Linked DNA regions of Gossypium arboreum: region 2 is linked to region 1. The links are chromatin contacts, called in public Hi-C maps. All regions are on one chromosome and are shown on one strand. Each heading gives the region's core, a stretch centred on a gene start, on an enhancer-like site or on the middle of the called end of the contact. The rest is flanking DNA. Distances are from core to core; before and after follow the strand shown. Region 1 has its middle 86 kb from the start of LOC108476692. Region 2 holds the start of LOC108482799 (cytochrome P450 85A-like).

Region 1 (6,945 bases), core at 3,342-5,841:
AAGTTTTAATTTTTTATACAATTGTTAAATGAGTAATTTATTGTATAAAGGATTTTGTAAATGTAAGTAAATGTGTTAATTGAACTTTTATTAAAATTATTTTTTAAAATTATTAAATTTTCCATCTTATTTTTAAAGTTTATATTATTTGTAAATGTAAGTAATTTGTTATTTTTATTATTTTATAGAAAAATTTTAGTATTTCGTAGCATTTATTAGGATTTTTTTAAAAATAAGCATTTTAGATTTTTTTAATTTCTAGAGAAAATTTTAATGTTTTAAATTTCTTCAAAAACATTATATATTTTTTTATAACTTTTAATTTATTTAACTTTTTACACATTAGTCATGATACCAACACTTAATGGATTACGAGTTTAAAAAATTTGTTGTCACTTTATGACTTTTAAATTTTTTAATTAGATAATTGACACTAAAGAAATTAGAGCTTTTATAATAATTGTGCAATTTTATATATAATTGACAAAAATTAAGAATTTCAATGTATATGTTTTCTATTAGATCTATAGGTAAGCTACAGTGCAGATCATCTAACTTAATTGATTGCCTTTTTTAATATATTTTTATTAGCCTTCGTTAACGGGGTAATAGAAAGATGACGTTACAATTCTAAAATTGACATGAGAAGATATTTAGCTCTATAATGTTTATAGATATACAATTTTGGTCCAAATTCTTAAACAAAATAACTTTCAATGTTTACATATTATGTAATCTAGTGATGATTCTAATGAACATGTATGGGCATTCTTTCTTGGTTTACAACTTTTCAAAACACCCTTACTATTCTTTCAACTCATACCATAAGAATTTGAAGCTTAGTGGAGAAGGAAATGTTGACCCAATTAGGCTAAGGTGATGACCATTGTGACTACTCAACTTCTACCCTAACAGTGTAAGTAAGAATCGGGTTGACGCCACCTTCAATAGGTTAACCCATAGATGAAAAATCCAAAATCAATGAATGAGAATCATCGTTGACAATGCTAACATGGTAGGAGCTATGGGGAACCTAGGAGACAACATTCACGCTCTTTTGATATCTTTGCATCTCAACCATCAACAATGTCAAAATATATATATCAAGAACAACAACCTTGGTGCTATTCATGTAACACCCCTTGCCTGACCTGACTGTTAGGTCCGATCTATACGATGCCACACCTGTTGCCAGAGCAACTACCTTCAAATATACTGTAAACAACTCATTTAAACATATAATTATATCATAAACACATTCACATTATGATACATAATTAAATCCGAGCCTTAATCAATCTTACGAAAGCTCTTTTGTTGTCTCGATCCTGAAATAGGACCAAATTGTAAAGTTTCAAAATCTCAGGGTCGATGTCATGACGTTTGTTCTTCCATGTTGTGACGTCGTCAAACAGTTTGTCACATCATGACCTCAGGCCATTCAACATCGCGACGTGACTTACTATCGGCCAACATTACGACGAGGAAGATTACTCGTCAGGACGTAGACTTTGTTTTTGGTAAAATGTAGGTCGTTTGGTACCTATTTCATGGCTACCACACAAACTTCATTTTGTGCACAAATGGTTTAATTTTACTTGTCATTTTGTGCATAAATGGTTTAAGTTTACTTGCACCAAAACACTTTCAACTTACACCAAAACAAATGCTAATATTACATTCAACCTTATACCAACTTATATCATCTATTCAACCATTAGATTCATCAATACAATACCATGGCATTCAAACCAAACCATATGACAAAAGCTAAACATTACCTATCTCAAACTACTCGAAACATTCTAAATTACCTCCATTTATGCCATTTCAATTGTTACATACATAACTCAAACCATTTACCAAAACATATCATTTCATTGAAACGTTAACACTTCCAAAATCAAGCATTAGGTAAGTTTAAAGCTATGTTCAACATTTAAAGTTAACATATACGAAACACTTATGTACATGCCACAAAACCTGACTTAAAACAATAAAAAAGCTACCATTTTGAATATGAGATAGTGTGAGCTTCAAATGGTACGCTAGACATGTTCCACAAGGTGAGAGAAGGGAAAACAATGGGGTAAACATATTGGATGCTTAGTAAGTCCATATGAGATTTAATTAACTTACCTAGGCAACTTAAATAAGTAAACATTTCTTTTGGCCTATGTTGAGGTGACTATCAAACAACATCATATATAAACATATAAAAAATAGGTTAGTTCATAACTTTGCATATCATGATCATTAACAAGAAATCATATTCAATTAGGAAGCATATATAGTTCATTTCATATTCAATCCATTTCAATAATTTCATTCCATTAAGTTACAATTTCACCTGAAAGAACCTTTAATAAATCGAACTCGGATACAGGGGACTATAGTGCTCACACAAGCTGACAGTGGTCAGGGTTGCTCACCACAAGTTGACATCGCATTGAGGTTAGCAATTCAGGCTAAACCAACAATACATATAAGTGGAGAATCCGCAACAAATGTTGGATCTCATATAACCATGTAAATCACTAATTGTTTCCATATTTGACCCTAATAGCATGCCATATGTATCCTAATCCTTTACTAAGTTCACACGAGTATAATTACTATAAATATATCATTTCAATCCTTGTAACAACATATACATGTCATACAAATCTTATAAAAATGGGCTTGGGTAAAATTTAAGGCCCGTTTTCTATATAGGTCGGGCCTTGGGAAAGTTTTTTTAGTCCTAGCATAGCCTAGTCCGACCCGAATATATTATCTTATAAAACTAATTATATTAATTATATATATTAAATAATAATTATATATTATATTGAATCACTAACCTAATAACAATTAAACCTATTACCTAAAACTAAAAACTTACTCAATTAAATAACCCAATCCAAAATATAAAATTTTAAAATTATATTTAATATAATAAAAATATTATATTTATTTTTGTTTTTAAAATAATAAAATATTTATTATATTTATGGTAGTGCTTTTAATATAAATATTTTTAATGTGTTAGAATATTTTTATTTTATTGTTTTTATTATATTTTTAAAAATTATTTTTAAATAAAAATTAATTTAAAAATTAAATATAAACGGGTCGATTGGACCGTAGCTTACTTTTCTTAAATTAGATTAGATTTGGGTAAAAAATAAATTCATTTTTCGAGTCAAGTCAAATTAAATTTAAAAAAATTAATCTGAATATTTTGTATGAGCCCAACCTAAATCGAGTCATGATAACTCCTATTTTACCCAATAATAATCAAAATTAAAAATACATTAAGAAAATTTGATGAAAAAACAACATTTTGCGGCAAGAAGCTTGTGCGACCTTAAAGTTTCTTTTCACTTAATTTGACTCTTGCCAACTTATATATATATATATATATATATATATATATATATATGCCTACTGAACTAATATTTAAGTGGCAAAATTTGGTTTTTGTTTTGTTATTTTTTAATTCAACTTTTCTTTATATATGCTTGCAAGATTAGATTTTGAAGCTAGGGTGATGACAGTGGAGTCATGGACCAACCAAATAATTAAAAAGAAAAAAGAAAAAAAGAAAAGAATATAGGTCTTAGGTCCATCAATTCCAAAAATTTTGTGGCCTAGGCCTTCTATGTTTATTTATTAGGCAAGCCGAAAATGTATAAGCTTTCATATGTAGCTCATTCCTGCATGCTAAATAAGGTTTTGGTGATGTAGTATATAACTTGGTAAAGGAATAGAAAGTACTTGCAGAAACTAAAATTAAGAGTGAATTTAAGTGTGCGGTGCGATGCGTTTACGTTACTTTTTATTTTATGTTATAATATTTAATTTTACCATCATTATTATTTTTATACTAATTATAAATAAATACATTACTCTCCAAACTAACCTAATTAAAATATCTTTATATATATATCAACTTCATTATCATTATTATAGATGGATAACAACTACATAATTGAAACATATAATCTTTATTCATTAATCATTATAATAATAAAAAGTGTTTTATTCTCTAAATATTAAGTTGTCTAATCTCTAGTTCCAATTTATTTTTCTACTTTTGATAATTATTGAAAATCCAATATTTTATCAACAATCCAGATGACTTTGGCTTCTCTATTTTTTTATTGTATTTTCATATGCAATTCCTTAATTTAAATTCTCAGAATTAAGTAATTTTTTAAGTATTCTTTATATATTTTTACTATTTTTATTTAGGGTTTATAATTACTTTTCCTAATAATATTATTTTCAAAGTTTAAAATTATATTCTCTAATGTAACTTACCAATGTTAAACGAAATAATTTAATTCTACTTACTTGTACATAATTTTTACATAACAAAACTATAACTTAAAAGATTTTAAGATCTTACTTTAGCGAATAATACTAAAGTAAGATTAGGTGTATTATAAATTATTAATCAATTAAATTTATGTAATGAACGAAAACAAAAACAATAATTAATAAATACACGAAATTAAAAAAAAAGTAAAAAAGACAAGAAGATGGGGCCCAAACAGAGAGTGCCTGTTCTGAAAGCAAAAGGACAAAGAGACAAAGGTGAAGAAATATCAAAGAAACAAAGAGACAAAAATCAATCAATCTTTGATGAATAAAACAGATGCACGTGGACACAGGTAACCACACGTGCACTCAATCATCATGTCACTTCAACCCCACAAAAACCGTCTCTCTCTCTCTTTCATTTTTCTTTCTCTTTCTTCTATGATCATATTGGAGTTCAATGTCTAAACAAATTTAATTTTATATTATTTTAAAAATTTTAGTTTTCGATAGAGAATAATTTATAATAGTTTCTAAATTCATATATGGTGAATCAGTTATTTTGATATACACTATAAATAAATAATTTTAAGAATTATTAAAAATAGTCAATTAAATTTTAATTTAATTGATATAAATTTATTGTTAATATAATAAAATTTAGATTCGAGAATTATACTTTTATTTATAGATTAAAAATTAATTATAAATAATTTTAAGTATTATGTCAAAATAACAAATATAATCAACACATATAATAAAATTATTTAAAAAATATTATTAAAATAAATATATTATTATTTTTAACCTTCTAACTCGCTAAAATGTTTGGTTTTATATACAATCGAGAGTCCATCCATATATATCTTATATAAACTATTATTTATATAAAATATTGTGAAATAAATTATTACTAATATATTTAAATTTTGTATATGTATCAAAATAATTTGTACAAGTATGTATGGTAATATATTATAATAGTTTAAATATGCTATAATATCGAAACATAAGAAATATAAAGTTGAAAAAACTGAAAATTTAATAAAAATGAATAATTATTTGAGACACAATTTAAGAAGTTTTTGAACTTCATAAAAAATTAAAGTGATAAATATTTTTCTATCATAAAAATATGAAGCGTGTCTTATTTATTTATATATAATGTTTTATATGTTTTTATTATATTCTATGAGTCACATATTATATTTTTAACCAATGAAATCTACAAAACTCCAAAATTATATACTTTTAGATAATTTTCCATAAAAAATTACCAAGAAAACTGAGATAGTTATATTCCTTTTATTTTCTTTTGTTCTGTTGGGGTCCTCTTTTCTGTCTGTTCTTGAATTTTTTAGTTTTCCCTTTTGCTTTTACTGGTTGGAAACAGAGATTGAAACTCTCGAGATGGAAAAATTAATGAGCCTTCTTAAATACAATCTTAGTTGTTCTTCCGTTGGATGATAAATGATAGTAAATTGAAGGTAGTTATCCGGTATCAAATTAGTTAGAAAATTTATTTAAATGTATTATCCTAATTAAAATTAATTATATTATCAAATTCATGTTAATTTTTTAATTAATAAAATATTCAACTAAACCTTTATTTTTTATTTTTATTTTTGTTTTAATATGCACGTCTTATTACATCAATCAGTTGTATATCTATACTATTATTTAAACCCTAGTTGAGTTGGTGTTATGAGTCAATTGGGTACTAACTCGATAAGAGAAATTACAAAAATATCATTTCGTGTTTAAAATAAGTTACATTGTTTAAGGACACTTTAGTCTTTTTAATTTAAAAAACAATAAAAAATATAGATATGATGTGTAACCTCCCCTAACCCGGCCTAGATGTTATGACCGAATTGTGGAGGTCACACTAACCACTGAAATGGTCCATAAAACATTCAGTTTTCGGATAAAATTAAAAACTCATTTCATAAAAGAATTCAAGTTTTAACAGAGGATATCGATACCAATTAAAAAGTATTGATAAGGTTTAAACATTCCGCCAATTTTGAAATTTATAAAACGTGACCAATTGGCATCGATACTTATAAATACCAATTTGGTATTCTGTTTGTTTGAAAATCGTTTATTTGGTTGAGTATCGATACCAGATGCCAGGGTATTGATACTTTTTGTTAGAATTGGTAAAAATCACTTTTTAAAAAACAATTTCGATTCAATTTCAAAAAGACATTAATTTAACTCATTTTTGGAAAACATTAGTTTAATTTAGTTATCTTGTTCTTTTAATTTTAGTTCCAAAGTTGTTAGAAAAATCATATTTGAACCATTTTAAAATAATTTAACATTCCTAAAGTTCTTAGCCCTGTTCGAGTTTGATATTAAAATGTGTAATGTTATATCCCAAATAAAACATTCATATGTAAAACCAAGTCCAAGTCACAATCCGATTAAAACAATGCAAAAAAAAAAAAAAACTAATAGAGTTTATAAAATAAAGTTTAAAAGTACTTTCCTTCAAAATCGTTGACAGTGCTACGAAATGTCAAGTTTGAATCCTAACCTCACGAGTTATATGGAAAGATGGGAAAACTAAGGAGTGAGCTATGAAGCTCAATGTAGCCATAACATATAGGTAGTAAAACATATAAAGGAATACAA
Region 2 (6,620 bases), core at 3,422-5,921, 150 kb after region 1:
AAAGTAATGATTGAGGTAAAAAAAAAGTTAATTGATTTTGATGTTTTGAAATTTAAAAATTCAACATTCAAAAAAAAATAGAACTTTCAGTAAGGGGTAAACAAGTGCAATTTTACAATTTTTAAAGCATTATTTTGTTTCTATCACTTTTTCACTTTAATCTTTAATATTTTTTTTTACCTTGGTCAATATCTAAAAAATATTTTTTGGGTGACCAAAATTAAAGCGTAAACGTGATGTGATGTGTACAAGTTACTGTCATTAGAGATTTAATAATTGAGTGACTAAAATAAAAACACCATAAAAATTAAATTATAAAGATTTTATTTTAGGTGAGCAAAATAAAAGTGGCCTAAGCACTAGGTGACCAAGTAGACAGTTTACCCAAAAAGAAAGTTTAAGGTTAAAACTGAAGGTCAAACATGGTAGATCTTCTGTTTTCTATGCAACTAGTTCAACCAATCAGATTCAGAAGTTTGATATAGTTCTTCCCCACTGCTATAATTAAAGGTTTTTTTACATTTGCAAAGAAGAGAGTTTACTACACTTTAATGTCAACTTTAAATATGAAACATTTACAAATCATTTTCATTATACTAATAACCTGTTAACTATTTTTAAAATTATTTTGAATTTTTAATTAAAATAAATTCCATTGTTAAGAATCATAACGAGGGTTAATATACAACCATGGTATAAACTATAGATAAAGAATAAATTATTATAGATTACAACATAAATTTCACCCTCTTAAAAATAACCTAACACAGGAAAGATTTAGTGTTGATAGTAATCACTATAGTGAAAGCATAAAAAAATTAATTAGAAATGCATCACTTTGATAAATTGTCAATCACCGCATCTTAATTAAGTGCGACAAAAAGGGTTAGCATAGGCCCTATCCTCCTAAAATTAAAAAAAAAAATTAAATTTTGACCCTTTAAAATTTATATAATTGTAAATTGGTAAATGTTAAAATTATACTTTGGTCCCCAAAATGATAAAATTTTAATTTAATTTTTTAAAAGTTAGAAAGATATAAAGTATTAAAATGATAAAATTATATTTTAACTCTCATAAAATTCTACAATTTGATTCCGATCCGTCTAAAAAAATGACTCCACTGCTAATCTTAACCCACCACCATCTAGTCACTCTGACGGCAAAATTTGGTCAACCAATTGGCACTGTCAAAATCATTCAATAGACCCCATCGCATCAACAATGCACAAAACCAAATCCCCCCTTTAATTATCTCGAAGTACAAGTTTATGTTCAATATCTTGTTTCTCTATATTGATGAAGTTCTCCAATAATGATTCTCAATAGGTTTGATTGCGCACTTACCTTAACCATCGCGAAAGTTGTTAAAACAAGGTTAAAAAGCAAAATTTTACCAAGGTAGAGAAATTCAGGACGTTAAAAATAATAAAATTGATTTTAATATTAAATAATATAAATATAATTGCTAATGATGTCTTGATTTGTTGCTTAAGGTGAAAGTCTTGGGTTTTAAGTGCCTAGGTTCAAGTCTATTATACACAATTGAGATGTGTGAGTCTCTAGTCTTACCATGTTTGAGTTTGGTCCTATTATTCTTAGTCTCTATACTTTTTTAAATTTCTAAAATTTAAATTTTGACTTAAGCAACATCTATTAAATCCATTAATTGGCTTTTTCTTGAGTATTTTTGGAAATAACGTAATGCATTTAACAACTGCTATTTGATTAGGAATGAAATTTCAAAATTAGAAAAATAAAATAATAAAAATATCAAAAACTAAATCTACAACTTATTTATAGTACAAAACCAATAGTACAATTTAACCTTAATAAAATAAGCATTTAGTTTAATGATATTATTCTAAGAGATAAAAATAAGTTACACATGTTTAGAGTAGTGATTAAAATTTCTCTCGAATATTTATATGATCAAATTCGATTAAAATTTAAAACTTTAAGTGTTTGATCAAATTTGATGTGGAGTATATTTAAAATAAATTAATCAAAATTTAATATGTGTATGCCTATCACATGAATAATTGAGATTTGACTTGTTAAAAAATGAAATAATCTTATTAAATTTTAACGACGTGTATTTTTTATAACATGAAAGATCCAAATTATTCACGCATTAAATAGAAATATATCTAAAATTTTATTTACACATTTTTAATATGCTTCACATCATACTAGAGTTGATATTTAACACTCAACTTGACAAACCATGCTGACAAAATAATTTAATTGAATTAATATTAATATTTTGATGAATCAATTAAAATATTTAAAAATATTAAAGACTAATTTAAAATTAGACCATAATTGAGAGACCTATGATGGAATTAACCCCATATATATTCTGTAATGTGGCTGATACCAACCTCAGCTGGATCATTGGCAGGAGGCATTAAGTACTAATTAAAGCCAAAGGGACTTTTATACTCAGCACTTTTCAACAGCAAAAGGACCATTGTAGCTGCACACTTGCCAATGTACCACCATTTGCTCCTATCTTTGAATTAATAAAAGGAAATATTTTATATATAAACTAATTAAACAAAATTGAACTTGAAACAAGTAAAATTTTTAAAAGAATTATTTAAAATAGTTATTTGTTTTAATTTTAGATTTTCTTAGAGATTGTTCATATTTTTAAACTATATTTTAATTTGTACAACCGAATAATGATAAAATATTTTATGATGTAAGTTGAAATTTGGATAACCCTAATCTTTTTTCTCCTACTAATAGCCAAAGATGTTTACTAAGGTTAATGAAAAGATTGTTGAATGATATATAATTATTAATATTAATTCTTGATACTGAAATTCAGAGTTTTTTAATCCTGACAAATATTTGTTGCTTTCTTCTTCTTGTTTTTATTACTATTGCACTACTTACACACGTTGTAACTATTATATATGAAACTTTAAAAGATAAAAAAGATAATAGGTTGGTCATATAATTTTTTCTTATTCATCCACAAATTTAAGTTTTATAATATGGGTTATATTTGGATATTATTTTAATTATTAGTATCACGCTCTACATATTTAACCTTAAAATATTAAATTCAAACAATTTTTAAACTAATTGTTAGAGATAAACATGTATAAATAACGAAATAGAAAAGATTGAACACAAATTTTACGTAAAAAACTCTTTCGAAGAGGATAAAAACTACAAGCAAAGGAGGCTTCGACTTTTCACTACTTGAATGAACAAACAAGAATACGTTATGGATAAAATAAACTTAAACGTACTAAACATACAAACTCAAACCTCTAAAATAAAGCCCTAACTCTCATTGAGTAAACCCGAAAGGGTTACAAATTTCTTTCCATAATCACCACGAAAACTCTCACAAAAGCTCATTTGCTACTACAGCTTGTCACCCCCAAAAGAAAAGCCCTATAATACTACATCTTTAATTGCCTTATTGAAACAGGGATACAAGACCCATGGTTAAGTTTAAAGGTCTAAAACGACTAAAACATCTCTGAAGTAATTAGAGTTTAATTGGGAAAAGATAGCAGAGTTTAATTAGGAGAAGAAACTCAGTGTTTGTGGGAAACATGTCACCATGTCGAAACGTTTTCATTCATGTCATTCGTCGTCGTTACATCATTGACTGACATTGATAAGTGCATGCAAACTGTCTGATAAATTCGATGTACAACTCATATTAATTTATCTTATTCCAAAAATCTTATAATAATAATAATAGTTGCTAATTGTTCATGTGATCTCATCGAAAATCGTATCGGTTTCAAGTTTCATCTTTGTTGAAAAAGAAAACCTGAAAATAGAAGGAGTTGGAAATGAATATCAAATTGAAAGTGCATTAGATAAACATCACAATATTATAGTTTTCTGGGAAATACAGTGCCATAAACTTGCAGTTGGAAATGAAATCAAAGCTCCCCTATTCACTTGATGAACAATCCATGTACCTGTTGTATCATATTTAAAATATTATAGAGTTAATAATTTATATTACATAAATTTTGACACATAATTTGTGATTATTTTATATGGTATTATGCATCTTCTTTTGTTATTTTGTAATTCCATGAGCAGATCTCATTGACAGACATGTGAAGGACTGGGCTTTATTTTTTAAAAAAAATTTATTTTAACTTAATTTTAGGTCCAATAGGGTGGTCTGCATGTGCCACTTCAAACACTTCCCAACTATCTTTCTTTTTTCATTTATCTAGCTTTCATGCCACTAATATCCAAATCATTTCTTTATAGAAACCCTTTTTCATCATTAAAAAAATTATTATATATATTTAAATTACAAAAATTAGATATTGGAGCAGAAAGTAGGTTTGATTTATTCTGAATAAGAAATTAAAAAAATAAAACTAAAGCTGAATATTTGTTAGATTTTTATTTTGACCTGTGAAATTAAAGAAATTATATGGTTACTGTTTCGATAATGGTATCTCTGACCTTGACTATCAAACAAGCATTCATGCTCAAAATCTTGAAGAATGAATCGTGTCTTAGTCTGCAATTTATTTTAAAAAAATCATAGTTAAGTGTGAAAGAGTTTTAAGATTCAAATCTATAATTAGTTATTTAAGAGGGGTTAGCTTAGTAAAAGCATATCTATTAATTTTTATTGGACTGCTGATTACTTTTGAGGTCTTTTAAGGGTAGGGTCCCTTCCTAGTGAGCTGCATGGTTTGGCCTATATCTTTCAATGACTTGTGACCATAGAGGTAGGGGTCGTATACATATATATATACCCATGAGCTCGTTTAGAGTTAGGAGGAAGAAGCCCCTTTAACCATTTAGAGAGCTTCTTGGGAGAAACAATGGGTGTTTTAATGGTGATTGTTGGGGTGTTTGTAATGGTGCTGTGTATGTGCACTGCAGTTTTGAGATGGAACGAGATGAGATACAGGAAGAAAGGTCTGCCCCCTGGTACTATGGGTTGGCCTGTCTTCGGGGAAACCACTGAGTTTCTCAAACAAGGCCCTAACTTCATGAAAAACCAAAGAGCAAGGTGATTTGAAACCCCCAAATCTTTGTTATTTCTTGCTTGTCTGTCCTCGATTTGAAAGCTGGTTGATAAAATAGCTTCCTCTTTGCTTTCTCCTTTTTCCTTTTATGGAAGTAAATGATGTTTTTATTTCACTATGTCATGGTTGTTGTCACTTAAAAACAGTTGCAAGAGGGTTTTCTTGTAAATTTAGCTTCCAAACATTAAATCATTCAGGTAATTTATGAAAAACACTAGTTTGGTTTTTTAATATAATTTGTTTGTTTATTACAAAAGCAGGTATGGCAGCTTCTTCAAATCCCATATTCTAGGATGTCCTACAGTTGTTTCCATGGATCCAGAGCTGAACAGATACATACTAATGAATGAAGCCAAGGGGCTTGTTCCTGGATACCCACAGTCCATGCTTGATATCTTGGGAAAATGCAATATTGCAGCCGTCCATGGCTCCACACATAAGCAAATGAGAGGAGCCCTCCTTGCCCTCATTAGCCCCACTATGATCAGACAACAACTTTTGCCCAAAATCGATGAATTCATGAGAGCTTTCCTCTCTAATTGGGACAACCAAGTCATTAACATCCAAGACAAGACCAAAGAGGTCTGTTTTTGTATTTGTATATGTTAATATCACATTCAAAGCTTTTCATGCTTTCCTCTGTTTCTAATCTGCTATCCTTACAGATGGCCTTTTTATCATCACTTAAGCAAATCGCCAGTGCTGAATCCAGTTCAGTAGCTCAACAATTCATGCCTGAGTTCTTTAAACTGGTTTTAGGCACCTTATCACTTCCTATTGATCTCCCTGGTACCAATTATCGTCGAGGATTCCAGGTAATTTGACAAGCAACTCATATATCATTTTCTTGTCATTGCAGTTCCATGTTTTACAGTCTGAAGCAAGTAGCATGTTTATGTTGCAGGCAAGACAGAACATTTTGAAGATATTGGGACAACTGATAGAAAAGAGAAGAGATAGTGAAGAATCCCACAAGGACATGCTTGGGCACTTGATGAGAAATGATGACAGTAATCGACATAAACTAAGTGATGATGAGATCATTGACCAAATAATCACAATCTTGTATTCTGGTTATGAGACTGTTTCCACTACATCAATGATGGCTGTCAAGTATCTCCATGATCATCCAACAGTTCTTGAAGAGCTAAGAGTATGTTTACATTTTCCTTCCAACTTTGACCTCTTTACTATCACTGGTTCTTTTTTTTTTTTTTTTGTCTCTGGTTTTGATTGGCTGTTCTTTTTCCCACCAGAAAGAACATATGGGAATAAGAGAAAGAAAAAGGGCAGATGAACCAATTGAATGGAATGATCTTAAGTCAATGAGATTTACAAGAGCAGTAAGCACTTTGCAAATTTTTTTATTCAAAAAGAAAAAAAGAACACTTTACAAAGAAAAAGGTTCAATGATTTTGTGGGCTATGCAGGTGATTTTTGAGACATCAAGATTAGCTACAATTGTTAATGGAGTTTTGAGGAAAACTACTCAAGAAATGGAACTAAATGGTGAGCTCAACATTAAAATATTCAAAAAGTGGGATCCATAAATATATTGAAATATTCTTTTTAATTCTTACTTTT

The links. Hi-C and Micro-C count contacts between places; a contact is called where the count stands out from the background.
Region 2: a Hi-C map of leaf shows a contact between it and region 1, with 1.6 times the contacts expected there. The contact joins the promoter of LOC108482799 here to the enhancer-like site in region 1. A contact is called at or near these places in 2 of 5 Hi-C or Micro-C datasets (both in leaf).

Annotation. Positions count from the first base shown.
Region 1 is chr7:16,822,245-16,829,189 of ASM2569848v2, forward strand. No RefSeq gene overlaps it. Among protein-coding and RNA genes, the nearest start is that of LOC108476692, 86 kb to the left of the region's middle. Within about 2 kb of position 4,592, at least 1 of the 2 cell types and tissues checked has an H3K27ac peak or open chromatin away from gene starts, as enhancers often do. A contact at or near this core is called in leaf, where this site is marked.
Region 2 is chr7:16,976,344-16,982,963 of ASM2569848v2, forward strand. LOC108482799 (cytochrome P450 85A-like) reads left to right here and starts at 4,672. Exons shown (of 9, transcript XM_017785904.2): 1 at 4,672-5,020; 2 at 5,294-5,618; 3 at 5,702-5,851; 4 at 5,941-6,189; 5 at 6,293-6,379; 6 at 6,467-6,545. The coding sequence starts at 4,830.